2 separate regions of the Oryctolagus cuniculus genome follow, and region 2 is linked to region 1. The links are chromatin contacts, called in public Hi-C maps. All regions are on one chromosome and are shown on one strand. The core of a region is the stretch at or near the end of the contact, and the rest is flanking DNA. Distances in the headings are between cores, read along the strand shown.

Region 1 (5,763 bases), core at 892-3,391:
TTCCCCAAATGCCTGCAACAGACAAGCCTGGACCCAGCCACAGAGCCAGGAGCCAGGAACTCCATCCAGGTCTCCCTCATGGGTGGCAGGGGACCAAGTATTTAGGCCACCTTCTGCTGCCTTCCCAGGCATATTAATAGGGAGCTGAATTGGAAGTGGGGCAGCCAGGACAAGAACCAGTGCTCCAATGCTGGATGTCCAGGTCACTGGCCCGGTTCCGTGATCTTTTTGACGTGCTCTCATGTAGGAAGGACAATCTTGGGCCCTTCTCACTTTACCGCTGCCTTCCCTGGGGTTCAAACTGGGTGGCAGGTGTCCTTGAGGTCTGCCCAAGGTTAGGAGTCTCTGTCGGATCTGGGAGCCGTTTTCTGCGTTGGGCTCCTTGACCATGGCTTCTATTTATACTTACAATACTCATCCTTTCAAAGAGAGAGTAACCCAATAGGGCTGTATTTTTACACACTCCCTGAAATATCAAAATCCTAAGGGCATCGTAATAGCCTCTGACGCTTTTTACATGTCTTCTCTCTCTTGCTTATTGCATTATTTTCCCAACTGGAGCTCTTCCTCCTCCCCTCTTCTGGATTGCCTTTTCTGGGGTTTCACGAAACATCTTTCTTGCCGATGGGTCTTTCTCTGCGAAGTGCTCCCATTTGTTCTAATTATAAACCAGCGCACATGGTGACATATATTACTTTCCTGGGCTGTGTTCCAGAAAGCAGTGACGAGCGCAGAGAGGAGAGCTCCACGAGCAAGCTGGATGTAGGCGAGCGCATGGCACCTTGCCTGTGCTGCTGCTCCGGGAAGAAATCCAGTATCGGTACGGATAAGAGAGCGAACGGCGTTTTATTTCCAGCTGCACAAGGCTTCCTCCTCCTACTAAATCAGAAGCTTCCTCGGGCAATGCTGTGTCCTGCTCATCTTTGCGATCGCACTGCCGGTGCCCTGCAGAGTTAAGCTGAATTCCATTGCATGGAGTCAAATGGAACTTGTCTGGGAGCATTCCAGAGGCAGTCAGGGAGATCCGTTGAACTTATGGCATAGACACGCCTAGTGTCCTGGCCAATGCTCAGCAGGAAGTTAGTGCAAAATTCTTACCATCTTGCGGTACAGGGGGTTAAGCTGCGCTTGAGATGCCCACATTCTGTACCTGAGGGCAGATTCTCCACTTCTGATCCAGCTTCCCGCTGATGAACGCCCTGGGAGGCGGCAGATGACAGCCCAAGTTCTTGGGCCCTTGCCATCCACTTGGGAGACCTGCATGGAGTTCTAGACTCCTGGCTTTGGCTTGACCCAGCCCTGGCTGTTGTGGGCATTTAGGGAGTGAACCAGCAGACGGAAGATCGTTCTCTGTCTCTGTCTCTGCCACTCTGGCTTTCAAGTGGATAAAATATATTTTTAATGTACTCAGATTTCACAATATTTTTACTTTAAAAAAAAAAAAAGAACAACCTCTTTCTCGGGGCCAGCATCATGGCATGGTGGGAAAAGCCACTGCCCGCGACACCGGCATCCCATATGGGCTCCTGTTTGTGTCCCGGCTGCTCCATTTCCTATCCAGCTCCCTGCTAATGGCCTTGGAAAGGCATCACAAGATGGCCCAAATACATGGGCCCCTGCTTCACACGTGGGAGACTCGGATGAAGCTCCTGGCCCCTGGCTTCGGCCTGGCCTAGCCAAAACCATTGCAGCCATCTAGGGGGAGTAAACCAGCAGATGAAATATCACTCTCTGTTTTTTCTCTCTCTGTAACTCTGACTTTCAAACAAACAAATAAATCTTTATATATATATATATATATATATATATATATATATTAGTAACCTGCTCTTTTCACAAGTTGGTACAAGGGGAGAGAGGATTTCAAGTTACAATATGGAAGAACATACAAAAATTCCTATTTTGGAACTTCAGCACAAAATGACACTGGCGATGGATCGTTTCACTGTCTAAGCCCGAGGCACTCTCAGAAGATGGGGAGAGATGCCAGAGAGAAGAAAAAAAAGGAACTGCAGCTCCTAAGTCTCGAGTTTATCAGCCCATTCGTGTTTTTAGCTGGAACATCTCACTCCCTCTGTAACCCCCATTCCTCAGCCAGAGTTTATCTGGGTCTCAAAACAGGAAGTCCAGAACCTCCACACATGGATCTTTGCATGCTGGAATTTGGAAAATGGAGATAAAGCTACAGGCTAAATGGTGAACACATGCAGCCGTTTTTGTTTTTTTTTAAATAAAAGCATACCCCTGTAAAATATATGTAGTTCTCCGCGGTAGGAAACATATTTCAAGTAGCTAGTCACAGACCAACTACACCTCATTATGTAACAATGGAATTTTACCAAAAGACTGAGGCCTTTCTCTTTGGCCGGCAGCAGGCAACAGTAAAAGTGATTGCACCACTTTGTTGATCTGCTGAACTGCTCCCTGGGACATCTTCCCATGTCACGTGTTGTTGGCACGTGAAGATTCCTGCTTTTAAAGCAAGAACTGTGGACATGCCTTTCTGAATCACTCTTCAGATCGGTTATACTTCAATGCATTCTGCTTGTGTCCTTCATCCATCGGGGGGGGACATGGAGAGGGGAGAGGTCGGATGGTTCTGTCTTGTTGATTTGTAAAAGCTCTTTATCTAGCAAGGATATCACTTGTTATAAATCATGCAAACATTCTTCTCAGTCTGCTTATTTTGAATTTTACTATGCTTTATTTTTAGATGGACAGAACTTTAACCATTGTTTTTATTTTATGGATTTAGTTTGGTGTTGTGTTTAGAAAATTTTCCACTTCAAAACCAGGTGCTTTTCACTCATGTTTTATTCTGGTTCTATTCTAGTTTCTTGTTTTTGTTTTTGTTTTTTTTTTTTTCACCATCTTCTTCAATAGATAGCTTTATTCTTTCAGGCTTATATTTCGGTGTAAGGAATGAAATATAATCTACCTCCAATAAATTGAGATAACGTTACACCAGTGCCTCTGCTGAAGAACTCCATATCTTACTGATGAGTATGAGACATTGTCTTCACGACCTGTCTGTCTGTCTGTCATGGGATGTGTTCCCAGACTTCCTGGTCTTCTGTGGATACCGTCTGTCTGTCCCCATATCAGTGGTACGTGATAGGTAACATCTGTGAAGCACTTCCTGGTCCAAATGCTTTCTGCAAGCTACGCCAGTCAGTCCTCACTTCAGCAGACTGACCTGCTCTGGCCTCTCCTACGACCCTGGGAGGTCGCCAGCACTCTATGCACACCACTGTCACACCTTTCTGAGGTTCACAAAATAAGGTGTTTTTAACAGTCGTCGGTTAAGGTGGCTGCTTCTGGCAAATCACCCGTCCCAATTCCCTCGTGTCATCGGTGTGAGTTCTCTGGCAACAGGGAAGAGCTGAGTCAGGGACAGAGTGAGTGAGGTTTACAGGATATCACTATGTGGTTAGCAGGCACGTGTGCTGGATGACACTGTTGGAGGCGCTTCCAGAATATTCCTATCTCTTACTGTGCCGACAGCAGGCATCGAGACACAAAGGTTCGGGGCCAGAACTCTTACAACAGAACTGACAGATTCAGGGAACCAGCTCCAGACGTGCGTCAGCAGTGGGGAAAAACAAGGGTAAAAAGGGATATAGCACCGGAAGCTAGTCTGCGGAACATTCTTCCAGTCCATCAGGATTTAAATTTATAAATAGATGATCTGGTTCTTATTAACAGTCAGAAAAAGATGGCTTCTCTCCATTAGGAATATTCTTTTCTCAAAATCTGTTTTTAACTTGAGAGACAGGGAGAGCTCCCATTCGCTGGTTCATGTCCCAAAAGCCCAGGAGCCAGGTACTCCATCCAGGTCTCCCCAGTGGGGGCCAAGGACTCAGTTACTCCATTGGCAGGAAGCTGGAGCTAGTTACTCCAATATGGGATGTGGACATCTTTTTTTTTAAAGATTTATTTTATTTATTTGAAAGACAGAGTTACAGAGAGAGGTAGAGACAGAGAGAGAGGTCTTCCATCTGCTGGTTCACTCCCGAAATGGCCACAACAGCTGGAGATGGACCAAACCAAAGCCAGGAGCCAGGAGCTTCCTCTGGGTCTCTCACACAGGTGCAGGGGCCCAAGGACTTGGGCCATCTTTTACTGCTTTCCCAGGCCATAGCAGAGAGCTGGATTGGAAGAGGAGCAGCCAGGACTAGAACCAGCGCCTATATGGGATGCTAGCACTTCAGGCCAGGGTTTTAACCTGCTGCACCACAGTGCCAGCCCATGAAACATAAGCATTTTTTTTTTTTTGACAGGTTGAGTTAGACAGTAAGAGAGAGAGACAGAGAGAAAGGTCTCCCTTTGCCGTTGGTTTACACCCAAAATGGCCACTATGGCCGGCGCTGCACTGATCTGAAGCCAGGAGCCAGGTGCTTCTTCCTGGTCTCTCACGCGGGCACAGGGGCCCAAGCATTGGGCCATCCTCCACTGCCCTCCCGGGCCACAGCAGAGAGCTGGACTGGAAGAGCAGCAACCGGGACTAGAACCTGACACCTATGGAATGCCGGCACCACAGGCAGAGGATTAGCCAAGTGAGCCACGGTGCGGGCCCCGAGACATGGGCATCTTAACCGCTATGTCAAATGTCCACCCCAGGAATAGTCTCAATAATTCATTGATTACAATGCCAGATAATCATACCCTTTTGTGATACACAAAACTGAATTGTTCAAAATGCCTGCATTCACAGGGCACAAACTCTAGCAGGACTGTAAATGTTTGTTACAGCTCACACACAGAAGAAACATCAGGAGGGCTTCCCAGACTTCTGAGCAATTCTGAAAATGTGCAACAATGCTGAAGCTGAAGAAACTTCTATAAACAACCGACGACAAACTTTTTGGCTGTGCTGAAAGAAAAACATGAAATACTTTTCTGTTTTCTCTCTAGAAAACAATATTGCAAAATCATTTTCATATAAAAAAAAAAACAGGAAAGAATATGAAGCCAGGGGCCAACACTGTGGCACAGAGGGGGAAGTTTCTGTTTATGACGCTGGCATCCTATAGCAAGGCAGTAGTTCAAGTCTCAGCTACTCTGCTTTCAATCCAGCTCCAGGCTAACGCGCCTGGGAAGGCAGCAGAACGCCCAAGTGCTTTGTCTCCTGCCATCTATGCAGAATCCTGAGCTCCTGGTTTCAGCCTGGCCCAGCCCTGGCTTTTGCAAGCATTTGGGGAGTGAACCAGCAGATGGAAGATTCTCTCTGTCTCTCCCTGTCTCTCTCCATCTCTCTCTGTTACTCTGTCTTTCAAATCAATCAATCTTAGGAAGGAAGAGAAGGAAGGAGGGAAGGTGGGAGGGAGGGAGAAAAAAGTACGAAGCCCAAACTGCACAGGAAAAAGTATTAGAGGGGCCGGCATTGTGGCACAGTGGGTTAAGCTGCCACTTGCAACATCGGCATCCCATAGGGGACCAGTTCATGTCCCAGCTGCTCCACTTCTGAGCCAGCTCCCTGCTAATGGTCTGATGAAGCAGTGAAAGATGGCACAAGAGTTTGGGCCCCTGCCCCACCCCCCAGGAGACCCAGATGAAGCTCCTGGCTCCTGGCTTCCGCCTGGCACAGCATTAACTGTTTTTGGCCATCCAAGAAGTGAACCAGCAGATGGAAGCTCTCTCCGTCTCTTCCTCTCTCTCTGTAACTCCTACTTTCAAAATAAGTAAATAAATCTCTTTAAAAAAAAGAAGTGTTATACAAATGTTTGAGGCAGTTCCTTAATAAGAAAAGAAGTTTGTTTTCCT
Region 2 (5,763 bases), core at 1,315-3,814, 40 kb before region 1:
CAGGGAGAGAAGCGGCACCCCAGCAAAGAGGCAGGGGAGGGCCAGGCAGGTTCAAGGGGCAAGGTCACTAGCATAGTGGGTGGGGCCTCACCTGGGAGCCTCTGCCGCAGGCCAGGTCAGAGAGGGCCAGGGCCACAGAGCAGGGAAGGGAGGGGACAGACACCAGGCCAGTCCCTGCACCTGTGGGGCAGGGGGTGGCGAGAGGCGAGTGAGGGTCTGAGGCCACTGGAATTTTAACCTACAGGAGGGCGGGAGGAGCAGCTGGAACCAAAGCTTCAAAGACGCGGCAGGGCTTAGCAACGCGATCCGTATGGCCCAGCAGTACCCAGTTCTGTCCCCACCAAGGCAGATGCAAATGCCGTTGTCTCTTCCAAGTGGCTGAGGCCGAAACCCTGGAGTCGTCTGCAAATCCCCCTGCTCTCCTCCAAGATACCTGACAGGTGCACCCACTTCCTCCCGCTCTGCTCCCCGTGTTTCCCAGCACTGGCGTCCCCTCCTCCAGGAAACCTCCCCTGGCCACCAGCCCCCTTCCCGCCCCATCTCTTCATGCATTTGTGGATGTCTGTCTCAACCTTTTTTTTTTTTTTTTTTTTGAAGGGCAGAGACACAGACAGAAGTGACCCATCCACAGGGTCACTCCCCAGATGCAATGGCCAGGGCTGGTTCAGACAGAAACTCGTAGCCAGGAACACCATCCAGGTTCTCTCTCCCCCATGTGAGGCTGCTCCCCATCACCGGGGCCATCATCTGCTGCCTCCCGGGGTCTGCCTTAGCAGGAAGCTGCAGTCGGGGGCAGCTAGGAATTAAACCCAGGTGTTCCAATGTGGGACACAGCTCTTCACCACTCAGCCGAACACCAGTGCTCCCCCCCCCCCCCGGCCTTTTCTGGCTTGGTCACGGCTATGTCCCCACACTTGGAACAGCCCAGGATACAGGAGGCACCCAGTAAATAGTCACTGAACTGCCCATAATGCCACTTGAGGGGCACAGGGTCCCCTTGGGCAGTCCAATGGCAGACACTTAACAGGAGAGGCATGGAGAGGCAGCAGGAGGAGGGCAGGCACCGCCCGCGCACAGGGAACCCCCGGTACAGGTGCTTCCGGGGACAAGGTGGCCCCAGCGCCACACAGGCGTCCCTGCTCTGCTGTAGACACTCAGCGGCTGTCAGCTGCAGCCTGCAGACTGATGCAATTTCCTTAGCACCAACCGCCAGCCTCCCCCCACCACGGCAGGCCCTGAAGCTGTCCCCTTTCCCTCTGCGCCCCTGGGGCTTTGGGCTGCCCCTGCAGAGCTGAGACCCCAGGCGGGGCTTCGGACCCAGGCTCAGGGCCCCTCCTTCGGCCCCACCCACCTCCCTGTCCCCACTTCTCCTTTCGCGGCTGCGCCTACACACACAAGCCTCCCTGCATCCTGACCACAGGATGCAAACAGAGCCCACTTGGCAGACGAGAAAAGCGAGGCCAGGCCCCAGCGATAGTGCCCAAACCAGGCCTGGAACCCACGGCCCTGCCTGCTGGCTCGGGGCGACTCCTGCGCGTCAGCCACAGTAGTTTCTAAAATTAATAAGAAATGGTGAGTATGTGGAAGTCCATACATGGAAACTTCCCGGTGAAATGGGGAGGGGAGGAGGCGGCCGGCTGGCAGCGGGGCCAGGCTCCTCGCCTCCGCGTTGGTCCGCTCCCCACCGGCGCCCCACCGCGCTGCCCAAGGACAGGGGCATCGCCCCGTTGACCTCCGTGACCCGGCCACGCGCGCGGGGCAGGCAAGAGGCAGGCACCCGGCAGTCGCCCCCTCCCGCCCCCGGCAGGCGGCGTAGACCCCGGCCCGCGCGCCCCCAGGCGGCCCCGGTTCCCTGCGTCCCGGTGCGGGCGGACTCGGGGCCCCATCGCAAAGTTGCCCGAGCTCCCGCCGCGCCCCGCCGGCCCCGGGCGCGACCCCCGCGGCGCCCGCCACTCACTCGCGCTGGGCCGCCAGGTGGTTGAAGACGTAGGTGACCGGGATGGCCGAGAGGGACAGCACGAAGACCCCGGTGGCCGCCGAAGCACTCATCGCCGCCGCCGCCGCGCCGCTCGCTCCTCACCGCATCCCGCCCGCGCCCCGCCCGCTTCCGGCGGCGCCCGCGCCCCGCGGCGTCGGCCCTCGGAGCCCCGGCCGCGCCCCGCCCCGCGCGCCCCGCGCCGCGTCCCCGGCCGCCCGGAGCAGCGCCGCGGTGCAGTCCCGGGAGGCGCCCTCGCCTCGCCGCTGGCCCCTTGGCGCCGGCCCCGCCCCGGCACAGGTGCCCCCGGCGCGCGCCCGCGGCGGGACGGCGGCCCCAGGCGCACCGCGGAGCTGACGGTCACGCGGCGGCCGGACCCGGGGCTGTCGGAGCGGGAGGGGCCTGGGACCGGGTCCCCAGCGGGACCAACGCTCGGGCGACCTTGGGAGGAGCGGGCGAAGAATCGGAATCCTGGTTTTAAACCCTGGGTGCCCACTCACCGGCAGTGACTCTTGGACAAATGACTTAACCTCTGTGCGTGTCTTCCCTGTGGTCACCCCCTCCACGCAAGCGCGAGGGAACGCAGGGCCCCGAATCCTTGCGCCTGGGGCTGCCTAGGATATCGAAATCCAGTGAATCTACCGCAGGCTAATCTGTAAATTGAGGATTTTGTACGGCCCGGGATAATGTTCTCATTATCCAAATGGCCCTTGGGAGCAAACAGGCTGGCCACCCCTGCGCAGGACACTGGAGTCGGACCCTGCCCCGCTCTTCCCGTCTCTGGGTTGGGGGGGGGGGTGGCAATGAAGCTGCCCCCCAGGGCAGTGCGCGATTGCGGGGCGGGGGTAGGTAGGGCTCTGCTGGTTTCTATTCCAGGAAGCTGCTGGAGGCCAGGCTGCCACCAAAGGAGCCCGGTGGACCCGAGGGGGAACAAAGGCTGGGAGGCCAGGGCGGGCCTCGCAGCGCGGTCACGGTCACAGCTCCTGCTGGGGGGGGGCGGGGGGGGGGGCTGTGGCTGCCGGGTGCAGCCAGGGTCCGGACCTGCCCGGGGCCGCGGGAGGGTGGGGAAGGGAGTTTCAGACGCGCCTAAGAGAGGGGCACGGGTCTGTACTTGGGGCAGGGGGACTTACTGCTGGGCTTGTGTTGGCCATGAGGGGAAATGAGCCACAAAGCAGACAGCCCCAGGGCCACCGGGCTCAGCAGGTGGGTCTCCCTACGTCTGAGCTCCAGACGCCAAAGCTTCATCCAGAGGTGGCCGCACCTGTGACCTGCCCATCACGCTCTTCCACGACCACTGCTGAGGGTCACCGGTCTCCTTAACCCCTCCCTGCAGGCGATGAGGAAGACATCTCTGAGCCCCTGTGCCTCCCTCTTGCTAATCTGAAGCCAGCCCCCCCCCATCAGTCCTCCTTGTTTCAGTTTTTCCCTCTGCTTTGTGCCTGGAACCCCCAGAACCCTCTGCATCCTATCCCTGCCACAGACACCTGCTCAGGCATCCCCAGGGCCTGAGCTTTCTCCCCACGTGCCACCTTCTCCTTCTTGTCTCGTCCACGCGTAGTTCTTCTGACCATGTGGACGCTGGCAGATCCCACGTCATCCTTCCCAGCTCTCGGCTCCTCCCTCGGCATCACTGCCTGGGCCTCCTTGTGCTCAACACGGGGTCCCCCACCTGCCTTAACTCATCCGGCAGCACCACCATACACCTGCCGCCCAAGCCAGCGACAGGGGAGTCCCCCTCAGTCCCCACCTCCCCAGATTCTTGTCCTTACAACAGTTACTTTCCAAATGTCACTCAAGTCTATTTGCTCCTCCCATTCTGCACCACCTCTTGGTTCTGGTCCACACGACCTCCCAGTAGACATGTCCCAGCCTCCACCCTGGGCTCCCTGCCCCAACCTCACTGCACCTGACCAACCTCCTGCACCTCCCCATCCTCTTCACCAAGCACCATTCCTTTCTCTCTCTCCCTCTGTTTTTTAATTTATTTTTATTTGTATAAAAGGCAGAGTTAGAGAGGAGAGACAGAGAGATCTTCCATCTGCTGGTTCACTCCCCAAATGGCTGCAATGGCCAGGGCTGGGCCAGACTGAAGCCAGGAGCCAGCAGTTTCATCTGGGTCTCCCACGTGGGTGCAGGGGCCCAAGCATTTGGGCCATCTTCCGATACTTTCCCAGGCATATTAGCAGGGAGCAGGATTGGAAGTGGTGCAGCCGGGACTTGAACTGGCACCCATATGGGATGCCAGCACCACAGGTGGTGGCTTTACCTGTCATGCCACAGCGCTGGCCCCTGTTTCTTTCTTTTTTGTTTCCAACTTAATTTTTTAGATAACATTTTTAATTTACATTGTATTTAAAGTCTTAATATCTGACTAAATAAAGTGTTCAACAAACAAAAGTAAAAAGACTAGTTCTGGAGGAAAACAGGCAAGGGCTACAAATAACAACCAGACGAAGACGTTCAGCTCCACTCATACAGAGCACATTTTAAAATGGTCACAAAATCATGAAAACTACAGCAGTATATAATTCCTATCAATTTTTACACAAATATTTAAAAGCAAGCTTGACAGTACACCGTATCTGCAGCAAAATTGATATACAAAGTCATTTCTTTCTTTATTGTGATTTTTTAAGATGTATGTACTTATTTGAAAGAGAGGGTGAGGCAGAGTTAGAGAGAAAGAGAGAGAGAGAGAGAGAGAGAGAGAGAGAGAGAGAGAGAGAGATCTTCCATGTGCTGGTTCACTCCCCAAATGGCTGCAATGGCTGGGGCTGGGCCAGGCTGAAGCCAGAAGCCTCATCCGGGTCTCCCACATGAATGCAGGGGCACAAGGACTTGAGTCATCTTCCTCTGCTCTCCCAGGCACACTAGCAGGGAGCTGGATTGAAAGAGGAGGAGCTGGGACTCGAACCAGTGCCCCTATGGGAATGGCAGTGCAGCAGGGGGCGGCCCCACCTGCTACACCACAATGCTGGTCGTTCAGTTTTATTTTTTTAATTTTAGCTCCCACATCTAAAGGAGAATATGTGGTATTTGTCTTTCTGTGTCTGGCTTATTTCACTCAACACAATATCCTACAGTTCCAACCATTTTGCTGCAAATGATAGAATGTCATTCTTTTTCATAGCTGAATAATGTTACATTGTGTATATGTAAAAGTGGGTATATATCTTTATATTTCTTTATCTTTCCCCTTGGTTGATTCCCTGTTTTGGCCATTGCAAACAGTGCTGCTATAAACACGGTGGAAGCACCATTACTTTCCTTGTAGCACTTCTATCTACTGCTACATTTATTTCCTAGTCTGTGCCCCTCCCACCCTAATAGAAGTTCTCTGAGGTAGGAAACTGTGTATGTCTTGTACCGTTCTCCTCATCGACATGCTTTCTATTCCTTTTTCCATTCTAGGTTTTCTGCCTATCTCAATGCAGACTTTCCCATTGCAAGTGTTCGACGGCCACCGTGGCTGGCAGCTTCTGGATTAGACATCGCCGCTCAACACTTCCTCATCCTGTCCTACTGGCTTCACTCGTGCCCTCTGCTACTGGCCTCGTGGCAGGTTCAGCTGCCCGCTGCAATGCCAGCTTCCCACGTGAGCACCAGGAAATCCCTGCTATTCTGCTTCCAATCCAGCTCCCTGCTAATGTGCCTGGGAAAGCAGCAGAGGATGGCCCAAGTGCTTGGGGCCCTGCACCCATGTGGGAGACCCAGATGGAGCTCCAGGCTACCGGCTTCAGCCTGACCCAGCCCTGATTGTTGTGGGCATTTGAGAAGAGAACCAGTGG

The links. Hi-C and Micro-C count contacts between places; a contact is called where the count stands out from the background.
Region 2: a Hi-C map of skin fibroblasts shows a contact between it and region 1, with 3 times the contacts expected there. The contact joins the promoter of TM6SF1 here to the enhancer-like site in region 1. A contact is called at or near these places in 2 of 6 Hi-C or Micro-C datasets (skin fibroblasts and an unstated tissue).

What each region holds. Positions count from the first base shown.
Region 1 is chr12:101,930,924-101,936,686 of mOryCun1.1, reverse strand. LOC138844749 (a long non-coding RNA gene) reads right to left here. Exons shown (of 3, transcript XR_011381064.1): 3 at 3,919-4,873. Among named protein-coding and RNA genes, the nearest start is that of BTBD1, 9.1 kb to the right of the region's middle. Within about 2 kb of position 2,141, at least 5 of the 8 cell types and tissues checked have an H3K27ac peak or open chromatin away from gene starts, as enhancers often do.
Region 2 is chr12:101,971,330-101,977,092 of mOryCun1.1, reverse strand. TM6SF1 (transmembrane 6 superfamily member 1) reads right to left here and starts at 2,564. Exons shown (of 10, transcript XM_051834261.2): 1 at 2,476-2,564.